Regions from separate parts of the Sus scrofa genome. Here region 1 is linked to region 2. A link is a contact called in public promoter capture Hi-C data. All regions are on one chromosome and are shown on one strand. Each heading gives the region's core, a stretch centred on a gene start, on an enhancer-like site or on the middle of the called end of the contact. The rest is flanking DNA. Distances are from core to core; before and after follow the strand shown.

Region 1 (4,910 bases), core at 1,589-4,088, 45 kb before region 2:
TACTCGTCAGGTTCTTTACCCCTGAGCCACAATGGGAACTCTCAGAATTCCAGATTTCAACGTGGGCTTCAGGTACCTCGTGAGCACAGTAGATTGGACATCAGTCTCATAAACGTGGCCTGCTTGATCATTATAAAGGCGATTTTTCAAGTCAGGAAAATAGACATTTTATTTTACTGCCTTTTATATGATTAGCTATAAGGTATGTGGGCCTCACTTTTCACTATTAACATGTTAGGGTAGGTTTGTAAAATAGGATCAGTGCCCTAGGCTATAACTCCTATAAGAAACCCTTTTCCCTGGGCTGCAGAGGATGATGGGGGAATATGGTCGAGATTCCAGAAGCTGCCTGCAGACTGCCCTCTCTGTGGCCACAGCTGCCTCCATCTCTAATCTGGAATGACAGGGACAGGAAGGGGTAGCCGTTGGGACTAATGGGATCTAATTTCTGCCTGGGGGCGGGGGCTGATGGAATCCAGCTGCTTTGCCACCTGCCAATCACCATCACACACACCTCCAGCCATTCAGGAAGGGATCTGGAGAAGGTAGGAGAGGAAGGTATTTGACACCCATTTTGCATGGGTTGTGGGCTTGGGTGGGGAGCTGGAATCCAGCGCAAGATAGAACAGGACTGTAGCTCCCAAAGTGTGGTCCCTGGACCAGCGGCATCAGCATCATCTCAGACCTTGTTAGGCTCTCGTCCCCTTGCAGGAAAGCTGGTGTCCCTCTGGGAAGGACGACTGTAGAGGACATCACTGGCCTTAGAGGACTCTCCAGCCCCTCTCCCCTGACTTTTTCTTTTTTTCTTTTTATGGAGCATGCCGTGTCCAAGAGTGGACAAACACTTCGTGAACATTATCACATTGACTCCTCAACAGCCACCCTCAGGACGGGTGTCATTATTATTCCTCTTTTAAGGGCTCACCCTACAGAGGTTAAGTACCTTCCTGGCCTTGCCTTGGGTCACAAGGCTCCCAGGAGGCCACTTGGTCTCTGTCATTCTCCGACCACTTGTACTCCTTCACCATTCTGCTGAACAGTGGCCCCTAAACTTGAATGTGATTCAGCATCACCTTGAAGTCTTTTTTTTTTTTTTCCCCTTGTTTTTCAGGGCCGCACCCGCAGCATGTGGAAGTTCCCAGGCTAGGGGTCGAATCAGAGCTGTAGCTGCCGGCCTACACCACAGCCACAGCAACGCAGGATCCTTAACCCAATGAACGAGGCCAGGGATCGAACCGGCATCCTCATGGATACCAGTCGGGTTTGTTACCTGCTAAGCCACAAAGAGAACTCCAGACTCACCTTGAAGTCTTGTTAAAACAAATAGCTGGGCTCACCCCCTACAGTCTCTTACTCTGTAGATCTGGGATGGGCCCCCAAACACACATTCCTAACAAGTTCCCAGGTGTTGCTGCTGCTGCTGGTCCAAGGACCATGCTTTGGGAACCACCTCGCTGGGCTGGTGTCCAGCTTCCTGCCCTACCCCACCCAGGCAAAATCAGCATAATCATACCTTCCCCACAATGGCGTCCTTATGAGACGCCGGTGAGATAATGGGAGCGAAAGAGCTTTGTCAGCTGCACAGGTGAATGGCTCTGGAATAACGCAGAAACCAGAGGCTGATCCCTGGGGTCTGGGAGTGTGGAGGGCCAGGAGGCAGGTGGGGGCACCGCAGCCAAAGACCTTTTGCAGCCCATCCTAATTCTAAGCCCCTTCTTCTCAAGAAGAAAACCAGCTTCTGAGAAGTGGGCCAGGTGCCCCTCCTGCCACCCCTGTCTCAAGCTATGCCTCCTCCCTTACCTCAGGCAGTCTGCTAGCACTGCCCCAACAAGTAGCTGGTCCTGGCCACTGCTCTAGGGGCCAGTCCAGGCAAGCTGGTGCAGCGTCAAGCCTTGCCTACGATTCAAGGCCAGGGGGTGGATCCTGCTTACCTGATCCATGCGAGACTCAGAAGCCATGGCTTCCCTTATCTAAGCATCAGGTTGCTCAGTAAAATAGGTGCAACATTTGGGGATAGAGTTGTGCGAATTCAGTGGCCAGTTCTTTTATTTTTCTAAGCCAGGGCTTGGCATAGAGCAGGCCCCTGGTGAGAGTTCAATCGGTGGTAGCTGTTAGTATTTGGAAAAAGTGCCTAGGTCCAAGCCACCTCCTGATAGAGGCCGGGACTTGGAACGCAAACCGCTCCCGAGCCGTTCCCCGGTTGCACCCGGATACGCCCGCCCTGGAATGCCAGCGTGAAGGCCCGGAGGCCTGCACGCCCAGAGCAAGGTTGCCAGGGCAGGGCAGGATTAGGGAGGCGCTGAAGCGGGGAAGGGGCGTTGCTGGGGCGTGGCCTCAACCTAGGGGGCGGGGGTACACCCAGAGAAGAGGGATTCGGCGGTGGGGGTGGTGGAGGGAGGGTCTAGGGAGGGACGGGAAGGATGAGGCAGGCCTAGGAGGGGCGGGACCGTTAGGTCCCGCTGCGAGCGGGGCTTCTCACCTAGCAGGGGTGGAGCGCCGAGCCGGCCAGACAGGCCTTTATCGAGGCAGAGCCGGAGGAACACAGAGGACCCGGCCCAGGAGGCAGGCCCAGGGGTCGGCCCCCTCCCCAGAGTGACCTGGGGCGGGGCAGACCGGGATCGATTTGGGGGCCGTAGTGGGGCGGGGCAAGGAGTGTAGCTCCGCCCCCGCCCCCTCCGGCGGGACACGGGGCGGGGCTGGCGGGTTAGAGCGGAGAGACCATAGCGGGCGGGGCCTGATCCGGCCGGGTGCCAGGCCACATTCCTGCAGGGTGTGGGGGCGGGGCTGGCGGTCCCCACGTCCAGAGGCCGAGGGGGCGTGTCGAAGGGGCGTGGTCACTTCAGGGGCGGGGCTGGCCGAGGCCGTTGAGTTCCCAGACGACCGCCGGGAGGGGGACGACCAAGAGACCGAACCCAGGGCTGCGCGGTCAGACGCTAACCAGGGCGCGAGCGGGAGACGCCGGGCTTGCAGCGCCGAGCAAAAAGCAGAGCCAGCAGGTGAGAAACTGAGGGGGGGGAGGCCTGTCGGCAACAGCGAGCAAAGTTAGTTTTCGCCCCAACTTCCAGAGGCCGCTCGGGCAGCTTTCTCGGAGCAAGTGACAGGTTGGGCCCCGAAGGCAGCTGGTGGGTGAGAAGGAGCTTAAGTTCCCGGGTCCTGACCCCCAGTTTTCTGGCTCCGCCGTGCACCAGCTGTGTGACCCCGGGCGCGTCCCCCCACCTAGCTCTGGACCTCTCGGGTTCCAGTAAAAGGAGGGGATTGAACCAGGTGAACCTTTCTCACTGAAACTCCGGAAGGTGAGGCTGGCAGATGAGAGCGGACACAACAGGTCTTCAGATCGCGCCGCCCAGACTAGAGTTTGTCTCCTTGCAGAGTGACACGGAGCAAAGCAAACTCACTGCAAGAGTGAAGCGAATTGCTTTAAAGGTCACACTAGTTCCTCGGATGGGACTTGAAACCCACGGGTCTGGGGAAGTGGGGGCAGAGGGGGGCGGCTGAATTCAAAGAGATATCAGCCTCCCCTCCCCCCCCAACTCTGAGAGCCCACTAAGACTTGAGGTGGGAAACTCAGCGGGTGTTTGGCCCTTCCCAGGGCTTTTCCAGGTGAGCTGGCTTGGGAGGCCCCCGGCAGAAACTAGGGGACAAATTCTTATCTGGGTGAGTGGGGAAGACAAGGGAAAACCCCACCTAACTTTGGGCCCAGAGTCAAGCCCAGAAGCCATGTCTCTTGCTACTTGCCCTGGGTCCCTTCCTTGGGCTGGTGGTTTCTGTCCCTGGTGGTGGCAGGTGCTCTGTGCCAGGGTCCTAGGAGCTGGGCAGCCTAGTTCAGTGGTCAAGGACGGGCCCTTTGGATTCCACTCCCCTTTTAAGCTTCGGTTTTCTCATCTGTAATGTGGGGGTAGTGATGATACTCAATGGTAGTAGTGAGGACTTAATAGAATAATACATGTAGGAGCTCCCATCGTGGCACAGTGGTTAACGAATGTGACTAGGAACCATAAGGTTGCAGGTTCGATCCCTGGCCTTGCTCAGTGGGTTAAGGATCCGGCTTTGCCATGAGCTGTGGTGTAGGTCGCAGACGTGGCTCAGATCCCGTGTTGCTGTGGCTCTGGTGTAGGCCAGCTGCTGCAGCTCCAGTTGGACCCCTAGCCTGGGAGCCTCCATATGCCATGGGAGCGGCCCTAGAAAAGGCAAAAAAAAAAAAAAAAAAAAATAGAATACATGTAAAGCGCTTAACAAGGCTCCGAGGCACCCACCGAGGCCTCGCTGTATGACAGCTGCTCTGATGTGGATGAGCAGGTGATAGGCTGGCTTCTTGCCTGGGAATGAGGCTGTGTTTGGAGGCCAGACGCTGGTGACAGCACCTCCTGACCTTATGAGAGCCAGACCTTGCCATTTGCCACCAGCATCACTTTGTCCATTTGCAGATTGGGGAGTGTGTACAAGTAGCTGAGTTTTCAGTAATATTTCTTACAGTTGTTAGGTGTCCAGTTAAATAAACCCCCAAAAATGTTTACTTTGCACTTACTAGACACTAAGTGGAGCTAGGGGATACAGAGGTGAACTAGCCAGTCCCAGGTTCTGCCTGCATTTTGAGTTGCTGACAGTGAGGCCCTCATCCCCACTGTGTTCTGCTGGAGAGAATAACTCACACCCAGAGCTCAAGGCCAGATGAGATTTCATGGATTCGGACTGCTCCGGTGGCCCGAATCCAGCTTTTCCATTGCGTGCTTGGCTCGGCGTGGAGATGAGGGGCAGTGTAGGTACCTGCTATCTGTTCCATCAGGGTTGGGCGTCAATGGCGGCTCGTTCCTTGCATCTCCTGGGGAGGTGAGTGCTACACTTTGGAACCTGGTGGAAAGCTCTATGGGACAGAGTCTGATCCAGAGGCTGTACTGTATGGCAGAGACAGC
Region 2 (5,220 bases), core at 2,264-4,763:
CTGAGCCTCACATGACCTCTTGGGCCATTCCCAGCTCTGACTCTCTGGGATTCTGACTTGTTCTCTACAGGCAGTGGAGGGTGGGCAGGGGTCAGTGAGGAAGGACATGAACTGTTGCCCAGGATGTGCTGGGCGCTGGGCGCTCGTGCAGGCTATGCCACAGACCTGCACACCGAGGCCACTGGGGCTCCAAGAGCTTGAGCGGAAGGCCTGAGCCTGGAGGAGAGAGGCTCCTGCGGTCCAGGTGGGAGAGGGTGTGGGGGTGGTGACGGTGGCTGGGCCTGAGTGCTGTGTGCTCCCCAGAGGGGGTGGCCGGCCAGAGCTGTGACACCCTTCCTTCTCCTCCCCTCCCACCTAAGAAACCCCAGATAGCCAAGTAGCCAGTGCCCACAGGACCACATGCACAGGTGGTGAAACAGGTTCCTTGAGGACAATGCCAGTCTGTGAGATGTCTGCACCCTGTGATGGAAACTTCCTTATCCATCCACCAGCTTGGGTTTCTTCTGCCCTTGGGATGCAACTGGAGCCAGGACGGGTGGGAGGTGTCGGGGGGGGGGGAGGGGCCATGGAGGGGGGTGGGAGGGCGGTCCTGGGGGAATAGTGATGGCAGCCTTTCTCTTCCCTTTTGGGAAGCAGGAAGAAGGCCAGCAAGCTGCCCTGGAAAGTATCTTGGAGACCAGTGGGCGGAGACTCAAGACCTGGCTTCCCACACTTGACTCCACCCCGCCCTCAGGGAACCTATGGTGGGGGCGGGGTGGGGGACCTGATGTGGTCCCCTGCCTAATTCTGGGGTAGCTGGTTATGTAGGTTGTGGCAGCACTTTCAGGAAAGGCTTGAGTGGTCTCTAAGAGTAAACATGCCACCCCCTCCACACGTGCCAGGGCAGAGGATCTCAGGATGAAGCCTCAGAGCCTTTGGCAACACCTTCTGTGGGATCCCAGGGAGGGGACAGGAAGGCGTGGGCCCCTTACATCGCATGGAGGCCCCTCGTTGTAGGAGGAATTTGATAACATTAGAGCATAGAGAGAGGGCAGAACACCATCCCAAAGAGCTGTCAAAGGAGCCTGGAAACTTACTCTGGGGAGGAGCAGGTAAAGGGAGATGTGGTTTGGTCGCAAATATCCAACTGCTGTTTGTCCGGGGAGAGAGCAATATGATTTGCTCTGTGTGGTCCCAGCTGGGACTTAGAGGGAGAGGAAGGATGAAAACTAATGGACAGATGTCATTTGGGTTCGATTTAAAATGCATTGCTTGTATCAAGAACCTCCCCAACCCTGCAGTGTGCTATTTTGTATGGTACTGAGTTCCCCATCCTAGGGAGCATTTAAGCAGAGCCTGGAAAGTATCTTGGAGACCAATGGGCAGAGGACTCTTACATTTGGATGATATGCTGAACTCAAAGGTGTCTTCTGAGTCTACCTCTAAAAGCACAGCATGGGCAGTGAGCGGAGAGTCATGGCAGAGGGGACGCGGGGTCAGGTGGAGATGGGGGTGGCTTGCTATGGTTAAGATCTCAGGGTTCCGGAGTTGCACATAGCAGCTTATGGTCACATCTCCGCTGCTCGCTAGCTCTCTGATCTTGGGAAGTTGTTCTCAGGCTCCAAACCTTGGTTTCCTCCTCTGGGAAGTGGGGAGGACGGTATTGGGCAGGACCAGGGCTGGCTTCCTAGCTGTGTAACCTGAGTAGCACTCCACACTTAGAAGGGTCCCGTACTTTGTCTTGAAATTCTTAATCATTTTAAAATAAGGAGGCCTGCACTTTCATTTTGCACCAGGCTGGAAAGTATGCATTCACTCCTGGGCAAGATTCTTTATTACATGTGACAGTAATCCGACTGAAACCGGCCAGATCTGGCTGCAGGCTCAGCTGGATCCAGGTTTCTAAAGGTTGCCACCGAGACTGTCCCTCTCCATCCTTGACCCTGCTCTTCTCTGTCGGCTCCCTCCTCAGGATGGCTGTCCCCAGTGGAGCTTGAAGTGGCCACCAGCAGCTCAGGCCCTCGTCCCATCAGATTAGTGGAAAGAGAGGGCCCTTGCGTGTGACCAGGGACACACACCCATCCCTGAGCCATTCGCTGTGCCCAGGAAGGCACTAAGCAGCCTGGGTCTTTGCCTGCCCATGGCAGCGAGGGGGCAGGGCTGGCCAGCCACAGAGTGATTGGGGGGTGCTTACCCCTCAGGAAGGGAAGTGCTGTTTCAAGAAGAAGGGCGAGTAGGTGCAGGGCAGGCGGAAACCACAGAGGGACCCCTGCAGGGATGCAGTGAGGTGCTGGGCATCTTCTCACTCTCCCTCCCTGCTCCTTCTTGTCTCAGGAACCACCTGGTTGCCAGGGTAACTTTCCTGGGCTCCTGACACTGCCCCCTGGGCATTGGAGTCCCAAGGCATCAGCCCCAAGCTGAACCAGCCCCAGCAGCCCTGGTCCCCGTGGTCCAGCTGTGTCCCTTAGCCCCATTCTGGGTTAGAGGATGGATGTGGTGTTTCCATGGAAACCACCCAGCCTCAGTGGAAACCACCAAGCCTCCATCACCTTCTCATTTCTGGGGCCTGAAACAGGGAAGTCTGGGCTGCTGTGGCAACCATGCCCAGGTATAAATAGAGTCTAGGTCCGTGAGGGAGGGGGAGGATGTGGCGGAGATAGTTCTCTATGCAAATGCCTCTGGGGACCCCCTCCTTCCCACGCCTTGGGGATCATCTGCTCACCAGGGAGCAGAGGGGGAGCAGAGGTGGTCGGCACAGAAAGACTCAGATTCCGCAGGCAGACAGCCCCCACTGTGTGACATGGGCCAACCGCTTAGCTTCTCTGGGCCCTTCTTAAAAGGGCTCTGACCTACTGCAAGGTACAAGCCCTGTGGTTTCAGTGCTGATAGAGCTTAATAAATAGAAACTTGGCATCTGGAATCCAAACCCCAGCTCTTCACAAGGTGGCTGGGGGACATTGGGCAGGTTAATTAACCTCTCTGGGCCTTATTTTCTGCATCTCTCTCTGATGAGGGAAGAAGGTCATTACCTAGGCTCTAGGTCGGCTTGAGGGATTAAAGTGAAGTAACGCATTAAAAGTGTTCGCACGGTGCTGGTAGGCATTTGATAAAAGTTAGCCCCCGCTATTGTTGTGACTAGTTACTGACAGGCAAACTTTGCCAACTGTAAAGCTCTGAGTGAGTAAAACCAAAAAAGTATTACGCTCAGAGTTTTGTCAAAAGGGAGGGGGCAGAGAGCTGCCCCGAGGGGGGTGCTGCCCCAGAGGCTGGTTCCCAGGGTTGGTGAAGGGAGCAGGGCGAGGAGCCCGGCACGCACGTCCCTCTGGAGGATGTGGCTTCTCTGAGCGAGGCATTCATGGGGAACGGACGGAAGCCCCGTTCATGGGGTTCTGAGCCGGGTTCTGAAAGCCCCTGCCTGGAGATGCCCGGCCCGTCTTCCCAGTTCCTCTTTCTCAGGAACTGAGAGGCAGGGGTTCTGCAGGGACAGCGGGTGACCACGACCAGCCTGTCCATGCTGGTGTTCCCTGGGGAGGCCCCTGAGCAAGGTCCACAGGTGGGGCCAGGCAGGGCCAGGCCGGGGCTGGGGGAAGCTTGTCCTCAGCTCTCAGGCTGGCTGGCGGTTTGCCTCCCTTTGCACAGCCGACTTGTTCCCGAAAAGCTGCCAGCGTGAGATCCTCTGATCAGAGCCCCAGTAAGAGGCCATGGGGACTGAAGCCTTTGGATCCCCACACCCCTCATCTGTCTTCTTTTATTTTTATTGTTTTGTGTGTGTGTGTGTGTCTCTCTCTCTCTCTCTCTTTTTTTTTGGGGGGGGGCCACACACAGAGCATATGGAAGTTCCCAGGCTAGGGGTTGAATCAGAGCTGCAGCTGCCAGCCTACACCACAGCCACAGCCATGCCAGATCCCGGCCGCATCTGTGACCCCGCAGCTTGTGACAGTGCAGAATCCTTAACCCACTGAGCGAGGGCAGGGATCACACCTGCATCCTCATGGATACTTGTCAGGTTCTTAACCCGCTGAGCCACAGTGGGAACTCCTGACTTCTTTTAAATGAGTGTTTTCTCTGTGGGGTTAGCCAAGAGCAGGTGCTTCTCTCTTCCTCCATGAGGGGCCCTGAATCCTGAGGCTGGTGGGGACCAGCCCACGTGAGATGTAAACTTCGCCCGGCAGAGAGGGGCTTGTGCACACATTGCTTATTCATGCCACCCGCCTCCTCTGGCCAAGCTGGGCCAGACACCGTCCCTGCCCCGAAGGAGCTAACATTCCAGGGGAGGAAAGATTCAATAAGTCCTGGAAACAAATGGGCATGGGATGAGGAGGCTATGAAGAAAAACGCAGCATGCTTACCCTTGCAGGGTAAGGAGGGCCTGGGAGGGCGTAGAACAGGGCTGGGCTTTTGTAGGGTGGTCCAGAAAGGCCTTTCTGAGGAGGCGCCATCTGAGTAGAGCTCTGAAGGAAGTGGAGGAGTGAGCCATGCTTATCTTTGGTGGAAGAGGATTCCGGGCAGAGGGCACTGCAAGTGCAAAGGCCCTGAGGCAGGAGTATGTCTTGCATAAAAATCGCAAGACCTTTGTAAGTGAAATAGAGGGAGTGAAAGCGGAGGAAAGGAGGCCTGGAAAGAGCAGGACCAAATGGTGTAGGGTCTCGGAGGCTATTGAGAAGACAGCGGAGTTGTTCCCAAGTGTGCTGGGAGGCCGCTGGATGGAGATGAGGGGACAGGCCCGTTTAAGGGGTCATGTGCTACTGGTTGCTGAAGAGACCGTCAGGCAGGAGTGGTTGGCCCTTGGCTGCACTGGGCTTAGCATGGTGACCAGGGTGGGCCGCAAAGGGTGACAAAATGCTTTCGAGCTATGAGCGTGTCCCTAGTGTTTCGGGGGGTGGGAGAGAGGCAGCTTCAGGAGATGTGACCAGAATGGGGACACGGGTTTGAGGGAATCTGACCTTGGTCCTCGCTGTCCCCACTACAGCTGAAGCAGGAGATGGGCAGCATCGTGACGGAGCTCATTCAGAAGTACGAGGAGGGTCGCCAGGACAGCTTACAGGAGGCCTGGGACTACGTGCAGGCTCAGGTGAGGGGGCCATGGCCTCTGTGTGTCTGTGTGTCCAGGGCTGGTCGTCTGTGTGCCTGGATGTGCCTGACAGACAGAATGAGTTAACGAGTTGGTGTGTGAGTGTGTATCTGTGGGGGCAGGGCGCTCCTGAGCAGCCCCCCTCCTGGCACCCCAGCCACCACTGCCGT

The links. Promoter capture Hi-C pulls out the DNA fragments that hold promoters and counts their contacts.
Region 1: a promoter capture Hi-C map of fetal liver shows a contact between it and region 2, with 4 times the contacts expected there. The contact joins the promoter of CD82 here to the enhancer-like site in region 2. A contact is called at or near these places in 4 of 5 promoter capture datasets (fetal liver, fetal skeletal muscle, liver and 1 more), 33 of 47 Hi-C or Micro-C datasets (adipocytes, adipose tissue, alveolar macrophages and 17 more) and 2 of 2 datasets of contacts at active chromatin or transcription factors (alveolar macrophages and skeletal muscle).

Annotation. Positions count from the first base shown.
Region 1 is chr2:17,801,100-17,806,009 of Sscrofa11.1, reverse strand. It overlaps CD82 (CD82 molecule), which reads left to right and starts at 2,838. Exons shown (of 9, transcript NM_001145218.2): 1 at 2,838-2,996. LOC102166930 (a long non-coding RNA gene) reads right to left here and starts at 2,326. Exons shown (of 2, transcript XR_002341490.1): 1 at 1,932-2,326.
Region 2 is chr2:17,756,189-17,761,408 of Sscrofa11.1, reverse strand. It overlaps CD82 (CD82 molecule), which reads left to right. Exons shown (of 9, transcript NM_001145218.2): 6 at 4,949-5,050. Among named protein-coding and RNA genes, the nearest start is that of CD82, 44 kb to the left of the region's middle. Within about 2 kb of position 3,513, at least 2 of the 83 cell types and tissues checked have an H3K27ac peak or open chromatin away from gene starts, as enhancers often do. A contact at or near this core is called in fetal liver, where this site is marked.